Linked DNA regions of Salmo salar: region 1 is linked to region 2. A link is a contact called in public Hi-C data. All regions are on one chromosome and are shown on one strand. Each heading gives the region's core, a stretch centred on a gene start, on an enhancer-like site or on the middle of the called end of the contact. The rest is flanking DNA. Distances are from core to core; before and after follow the strand shown. Region 1 holds the start of lmbr1 (limb development membrane protein 1). Region 2 has its middle 27 kb from the start of dnajb6b.

Evidence for each region. A called contact is a pair of places that touch in the nucleus more often than the background predicts.
Region 1: a Hi-C map of gill shows a contact between it and region 2, with 5 times the contacts expected there. The contact joins the promoter of lmbr1 here to the enhancer-like site in region 2. A contact is called at or near these places in 2 of 3 Hi-C or Micro-C datasets (gill and muscle).

The regions. Positions count from the first base shown.
Region 1 is chrssa29:9,484,668-9,488,759 of Ssal_v3.1, reverse strand. It overlaps lmbr1 (limb development membrane protein 1), which reads right to left and starts at 2,132. Exons shown (of 16, transcript XM_014180667.2): 1 at 1,873-2,132. The coding sequence starts at 1,942. It overlaps nom1 (nucleolar protein with MIF4G domain 1), which reads left to right and starts at 2,176. Exons shown (of 11, transcript XM_014180665.2): 1 at 2,176-3,471; 2 at 3,691-3,803. The coding sequence starts at 2,521.
Region 2 is chrssa29:9,398,629-9,402,607 of Ssal_v3.1, reverse strand. No RefSeq gene overlaps it. Among protein-coding and RNA genes, the nearest start is that of dnajb6b, 27 kb to the right of the region's middle. Within about 2 kb of position 1,862, at least 8 of the 13 cell types and tissues checked have an H3K27ac peak or open chromatin away from gene starts, as enhancers often do. A contact at or near this core is called in gill, where this site is marked.

The DNA.
Region 1 (4,092 bases), core at 883-3,382, 86 kb before region 2:
CCTAATGGATTAAGGCAAGCAATGTGGAAAGCTAATTGGGTAGCCGCTACCATCATATTGAACAATGACTAGTTATTTAACTAGTTAACTTACTTACCCTCCATCGATAAGAGACAATACTGTGCAGCTGTATTCATCGACCTGGCCAAGGCTTTCGACTCTGTCAATCACCACATTCTTATTGGAGGACTCAACAGCCTTGGTTTCTCAAATGACTTCCTCACCTGGTTCACCAACTACTTCTCAGATAGAGTTCAGTGTGTCAAATTGGAGGGCCTGTTGTCTGGACCTCTGGCAGTCTCTATGGGGGTGCCACAGGGTTCAATCCTCAGGCCGACTCTTTTCTCTGTATACATCAATGATGTCGCTCTTGCTGCTGGTGATTCTCTGATCCACATCTATGCAGACGATACCACTCTGTATACTCTGGCCCTTCTTTGGACACTGTGTTAACTAACCTCCAGATGAGCTTCAATGCCATACAACTCTCCTTGCATGGCCTCCAACCACTCTTAAATGCAAGTAAATCTAAATGGATACTCTTCAACCGATCGCTACCAGCACCTGTCCTGACTTAGGTATTTGTAGATGTCCACATATTCTAAGTGTCTGGTTAGACTGTAAACTCTCCTTCCAGACTTACATTAAGTCTCTCCAATCCAAAATTAAATCTAGAATCGGCTTCCTATTTTGCAACAAAGCATCCTTCACTCATGCTGTCAAACATACCCTCGTAAAACTAACCATCCTACCGATCCTTGACTTCGGAGATGTCATTTACAAAATAGCCTCCAACACTCTACTCAGCAAATTGGATGCAGTCTATCACAGAGCCATCCGTTTTGTCACCAAAGCCCCATATACTACCCACCACTGCGACCTGTACGCTCTCGTTGTCTGGCCCTCGCTTCATATTCGTCGCCAAACCCACTGGCTCCAGGTCATCTACAAGTCTTTGCTAGGTAAAGCCCCGCCTTATCTCAGTTCACTGGTCACCATAGCAGCACCCACCCGTAGCACACGCTCCAGCAGGTATATTTCACTGGTCTCCCCCAAAGCCAATTCCTGCTTTGGCACCCTTTCCTTCCAGTTCTCTGCTGCCAATGACTGGAACAAATTGCAAAAATCACTTAAGCTGGAGACTCATATCTCCCTCACTAACTTTAAGCACCAGCTGTCTGAGTAGCTCACAGATCACTGCACCTGTACATAGCCCATCTGTAAATAGCCCATCCAACTACCGCAGCCCCATACTGTTATTTATTTTATTTGCTCCTTTGCACCCCAATATCTCTACTTGCACATTCATCTTCTGCACATCTATCACGCCAGTGTTTAATTGCTAAATTGTCATTATTTTGCCACTGTGACCCATTTTATTTCCTTACCTCTATTATCTTACCTCATTTGCACACACTGTCTATAGACTTTTTTTCTATTGTGTTATTGACTGTATGTTTTGTCTATTCCATGTGTAACTCTGTGTTGTTGTTTGTGTCGCACTGCTTTGCTTTATCTTGGCCAGGTCGCAGTTGTAAATGAGAACTTTTTCTCAACTAGCCTACCTGGTTAAATAAAAGTGAAATAAAACAAAAATAAATTAAAAAAACTTGGAGATTTAACGTGGCTAACCATCGTTGTGGAGCTAAAATAAAAGCAGGCTAACTAGCTAGCTAGTTAACTACTATTATACATTTTGAACGCATAGTCAACCGTTTACATTGTGGGTAACCTTAGACTATTAGCACTGGTAGGTAGTTATGTGCAACTTGCTATCTAACAAGCCAACGTTAGCTTAGCTAGTTTTGACCTGTCAGCTGTAAGCAGCATCGCCACATATCAAACGTTAGCAAGCTAGCGAGACGAACTTACAATGTATTCTCGAACTTGGCTGTGGAAATTCTGTTCTCTGATAGTAACATCGTCTTCTTCCATTCTTCATATTGCAAATGCAAGTAAATTGCCTCACTACACACCAGTCGTACAACTGACGTCCATAAAACCTGTCTATGGTCAAAAGAAAAACAGCTCAGATAACAGCCAAAGCTCACTGTTGCCGTTCCAACGAAGTCCGCTCATTTTCCACCGCCCAAAAAACGCCCCAAAATAAATTACATCATCATTCCTCGACTAAAAATAATGACCCGGAAGCCGTTTTTCCCCCCGGTACGTGTGTTTCCTGGGTCGATTGTCAACAACAATGGCTGCCGTCATGAATATACACGTGTCTATAATTTGACGTTTTAAGATAGTTTTGTTTATCTATTTCTTGTGTTCCAAGGTAACGACTGGTAGGTTTTATATTTGTATTTATTTGAACCTTTTTGGTACCTCTTTGCTTCATAAACAAGCTTTTCTTGCTTCATAATCATAAACAAGCCTGTTTGCTTCTTGACACGCTTTAAACTACGGTGAGACACAGAAAGGAATTTAATTATAAAAGTCAGTGTCTTTCGCCAAGTAATAATAATAATAGCATAGCTAGGTAGTTAACGATAGTTAGTTATATCTGTTGCAGAGATGAAAGGCAAGGGGAAAGCAAAGAGGAAAGGAAAGAAAGACACTGGTAAATTGCAAAAGTATATGATGACAGTTAACGACTTTGTAAAAAGTAAGGTAGGCTGTGATGAAACTGAAGAAACGGTAGATGGCAGTGGCTTGAGGTTTGTTAAGAAGAAAAATAGAAAAGAAATTCGTAAGGAGAAAAGAAAGATGAAGAAGGCTAAAATTAAGAATCACTATGAAGGCTACAAGGCTCTCAAAGCATCCACTGGTGACAGTGAAGAAGTTGCAACCCTATCTGATAAACAACAAACAAAGAAGGTTATTGGAAAAGTAAAGAAAGACGAGCCAGTATCTCAACAACCCAAGTCAACTCCTGTTGAGACTGCCTCAGGAGAGAAGGCTGAGAAAAAAGGACCTAAGAAACCTTCTAAGAAAGAAAAGAAAAGAAACAAACTGGAAGAATCAAGAAAAAAAGCTCTTTTGGAAGCAAATATTGCTGAGGACAGAGAAATTAAGAGGTTGGAGCGATCTCTTGGGTATAACAAAAGGAAAAACAAAAAAAAACTTCCCCAGTCATTCGCTGATGATGGACTGGATTACATTTTGGGGGTGCTGGATGCTGGATCGGCAGCTTCAGGGATAATGCATGACAGCGATGATGACATGGACATTGCCAAAGAGAAATTAAGGACATTGGTAGACAGTGAATCTGAAATGTCCGGCGATGAGGAGGAAGAACAAGGAGATGACTCGGATGAGGAGGGCAGTGAACTAGACAGAGATGGAGACTTGGATGCCATCGAGGAAGAGGAAGATGAGATGGATGAGGAGGAAGAAGATGGAATGGATGAGGATGACGAAAGTGAGATGGATGAGAGTGGTGGAATAGCTTCGGAAGAAGAAAATGGAAAGGATGAGGGAGTTGAGAGTGGAGACTCAACGCTTGCAGGGCCGAAAGCTGACACTGTAAGTTGCCCAATTAGAATCTAATTTGTGAAATTCAGCTAAATTTAAGGACCAGTTTCCCAAGACATAGATTAAGCCTAGTCCTGGACAAAATAAATCAAGCTCGGTGGAGAATCTCCGCTGAAAACACTTTTTAGTCCAGCATTAGATTTAATCTGTGTCCGGGAAACCGGCCCTAAATGTATAGACTGAGACTGAAACACTACTCTGTATGTATAGGCTGTCCCGTCAGCAGGAAAATACGTGCCCCCTCACCTACGGGACACCGGGGATGATAAGCGCAGAGCTGAGTTGGAGAGACTGAAGAGACAAGTCAAAGGACTTGTGAACAGGTAACGGTGTTGATCTTGACTACTATATGCTCTTTCATCCTAATCAATGTACCTTGGCCCTGTTTTATCTGCTGTCACACTGGATTTGTCACAATTCATATTTTGGTGCAAGGGGTGCTCAAGGTCCGTATGTATCAGGCGTCTCAGAGTAGGAGTGCTGATCTCGGATCTGGGCCTGTATCCACAAAGCATCTCAGAGTAGGAATGCTGATCTAAGATCAGATTTAGCTTTTAGATCATCATGAATACGATTATATGGACAGATCCTAGATCAGCACTCTTACTCTGG
Region 2 (3,979 bases), core at 613-3,112:
TCACTATTTCCTTCTATTTATAAATAAATAGTGAAGTTTGATCAAATTAAAATAATATCTTATCAATGACAGAGTCACCATATTTGCATAAAAGTTCACCATGATGCTCTGTTTCTGATGTGATGTTGCGTCATGGTTAAGCACGCCCAGGCACGACTGGGGGAGTGTCACATACCTTGGCTTTGATTTTTGTACATTTCCATTTAACCCACACAAGTTCTTGACTCACTTCCACGTTTTTACTGTCAGTGGTTTTAAGCAGTTATGATTATCAGGCCTATATGATTATTCATTTGTTTAGGCAAATTGTTCCAGATTTTGATGCTCAATTGTCTTTTTAAGCAATTATACGATCAATATACCACGGCTAAGGGCTGTTCTTACGCAAGACGCAAAGCGGAGTGCCTGGATTCAACCCATATACCACAAACCCCCGCGGTGCCATATTGCTATTATAAACTGGTTACCAACTTAATAAGAACAGCAAAATAAATGTTTTGTCATGCCAGTGGTATATAGTCTGATATACAAAGGCTGTCAGCCAATCAGCATTCAGGGCTCAACCACCCAGTTTATAATATCGTTGCATCTTGCATAAGAACAGCCCTTGGCCATGGTATATTGGCCATATACCACACCCCCTGGGGCCTTATTGCTTAAAAAGACAATTGAGCATCAAAACCTAGAACAATTTGCCTAAACAAATGAATAACCATACAGGCCTGATAATCATAACTGCTTAAAACCACTGACAGTATAAACGTGGAAGTGACTCAAGAACTTGAATGGGTTAAATGGAAATGTACAACCCTTAGCCATGGTATATTGGCCATATACCACACCCCCTCGGGCCTTATTGCTTAAGAATAACATTATTAGACATTATAGGGCGTTTTTATACACAGATGAATCTTAGTCCTATAAAACGCAATTTCAATGGAGATTCTCCATTGAGCATGCGTTTTTCGGCCAAGACTTAAACTGTGTCTGGGAAACCGGCCCATAGACATGCACTAAAGTAAAATTATCTCTCCCTCTCATGACAAAATATAATATTGTGCCATAAACGTCCACTTCATATCTATTGCGCTCCATATTCTGATCCTATTTTCCTTATAGGCCCTGTTCACGAAGATAATTAGATATTGACCGCCACAATGTCCGTAATTAATAGACTATCTATCACTTTCATTGAGACTGCGTCCCTGGCACCTGCAGACGGCCTTGACCGCTTCAGTGTCATTGTGGGTAATCGTCATCTCGCGCTGGTACAATTACAGTTGAACAGTCGGTGAAATCCAAGCAGGCTTGGCTGCTCCGTTTTGGGGTCAATTTCATAAAGATTCAGGAATAGACTAAATAGGCTAGTTGAATAATTTTAGATTTACTATTAGGGGTATTGTAATTTCAATTGGGTTATTTGCCTATTCACTGGATCAAAATAAGGTTTAGGCTACGCATGACCTTTAGATCTATCCAAATAGCCAGGAATTGTTCAATTCTTGCCCATGTAGTTTAGAAAATACCATTACTTATTCTATGCCATTGAATGAGATTATAATAACACAATTTGCAGACTACACCAGGCTACGTTTGCTCAGCAGATGGCGTGAACTTGCATGATAGAATGTAACCTTTCCAACACTTTCGCATTCCTTCATACACTTCTAGCATTGAAACGCAAAACGGTGTTGAGTAATGTCAATGACCCCTCGAGCAAATTGGCCTTTTCCAGAACATTAACAAATTCCCGCGTCACCATTCACAACTGTTCCCAACCCCCCTCTCTCTAATGCAGGAAGTGACAGTTGTTCACATGTGCGCAGAGTGCATCAATTGCACAGCTCCTATTGGCATACGGGTGTTTTACAGTCACGAGACTATCCATGTATATATGACATCTGAGAAAGCGTTGCTCAGTTCAAACACTGAGGTACCACAAGCACGAGCAGAATTTCCGGAGACGCACAGTTTCCAACCATAGACGGATCGCTAAAAACAAAACCTGGTTCATTGGAATTCACATAGGTCAGTAAACGAAGGCACGGGGACATTTCTTCAGCTGGGGTGGAAGGTGAGCGCATTTTTTTCAAACATTTTTGGACGCTAATGTTGTCGCTGGTGATGGTTAATTTGGGTTCTCGGGGAGGGGGGTTGCGAGGTCAACTCACGACCTCAGTGATCGGGAAAGTCGAGCTCTAGAAAGATACCCGAGATCGGACTTTGAAATCTGAGTTGGATGACCATTAAAAAAACATTTTTTTTTTTTTTTTTTTGTTTAAATCTTCCGAGTTCCAATTTGCCTTGAACGCAGTAATTGTGTCAGTGTTAAAATCCGCTGTAACATCTCGCTCCTGTCAGCGTTGCGAGCCCACGTAGACCAGTGTTTCCAATTCCGGTCCTCGAGTACCCCCCCCCAACAGCACACACTTTTTTTGTTGTAGTCCCAGACAAAAACATCTGATTCAACAAGTCAAGGGCTTGATGACAAGTACATTCAGGTGTCCTTGTCCGGGGCCACAACAAAAATATGTGCTTGGGGTACCCGAGGACTGGAGTTGGGAAACAATGACCTAAGTGATTCGACCGGAGTTGGGGAAACCCTGACCTAAGTGTTTCAATGTCGCAACCTTGCGGTGGAGAGCCGCTGTCACTTGACTATATTCTGTTGCAGCTGCGTATTTGAAGCCCTTCAGTCAGCTCAAATGAACTTCATCATTGCTTTTGATCTATATGTGGGTACCTAGCCCTTGATAATGAATCTGTGCCATTACATTACACATACGAGTCATTGGACGAAGGCGTCTTCGGTAAAGGGGAGTTTTGATAAGAGCCCTGATAGCAGCATCACTTAGGTCATCGGCGCACAATTGGCCCAGCGTCGTCCGGGTTAGGGTAGGGTTTGGCCCGGGTTAGGGTAGGGTTTGGCGTCATTGTAAAATAATAGTTTTTGTTCTTAACTAACTTGCCTAGTTAAAGTTTAAATAAATAAATATGGGTTTGGAAGCATAAAGACCTTATCTTTCATATCAGTGAGAAATAATAGGGGAATAAAAGGTTAAGTTGATACACACCTTTTGTAGGGTTAGTGTTCCCACATGGCCATATCTCCATGTTACAGTGCGTGTTTAGCATAACAGATGGAAGACCGAGGGACCACCAGTGCTAATTAGCTATTTAGCATGTCAACAGAAGGCCGCCAGAAACAAATTGTCACTGAAAAATACTATCAGCTGAAAACTCTGATGAAGCCGGTTAAAACAGTCTACAGTAAGTGTATATTTTGCATTTGCGAAATGATTTGGATGTGATATGAAAGTAAAGGGCTTCATGTTTCTAGAACCGTATCGCAATTGAGAATAAATTCAAGTTTAGGTGGAGTATTTAGTTGCCAGAGACAGTCTCCCTCTGAAAATAACACATAAGGACCTTGGACCTTAAGGAGTAATGGGAGGCTCCTTAAGAGTACATCTTGGACTAATGGGTACCATGCATTTATGCTGAAGGACAGGGCAATGTTTCCCAATAACAGATGCCATATCAACAGTCACTAACTTAGTTCAATGTATTCAACCAGACAGTTCCTATGTTATTTGTTTTTGTCAGTGCAGCATTGGCATCAGAGGTATACAATATGCTAATGACACGCCTTTGATATAACATTTCAAGGAGATAGTGAAGACTTACTATTATCAAATCTAGAATGACAAAAATCTTCAATATTTACAGTTGAAGTCGGAAGTTTAGACACCTTAGCCAAATGCATTTAAACTCAGTTTTTCACAATTCCTGATGTTTAATCATAGTAAAAATTCCCTGTCTTAGGTCAGTTAGGATCACCACTTTATTTTAAGAATGTGAATTGTCAGAATAATTGTAGAGAGAGGGATTTATTTCAGCTTTTATTTCTTTCATCACATTCCTAGTGGGTCAGAAGTTTACATGCACTCAATTAGTATTTGCTAGCATTGCCTTTAAA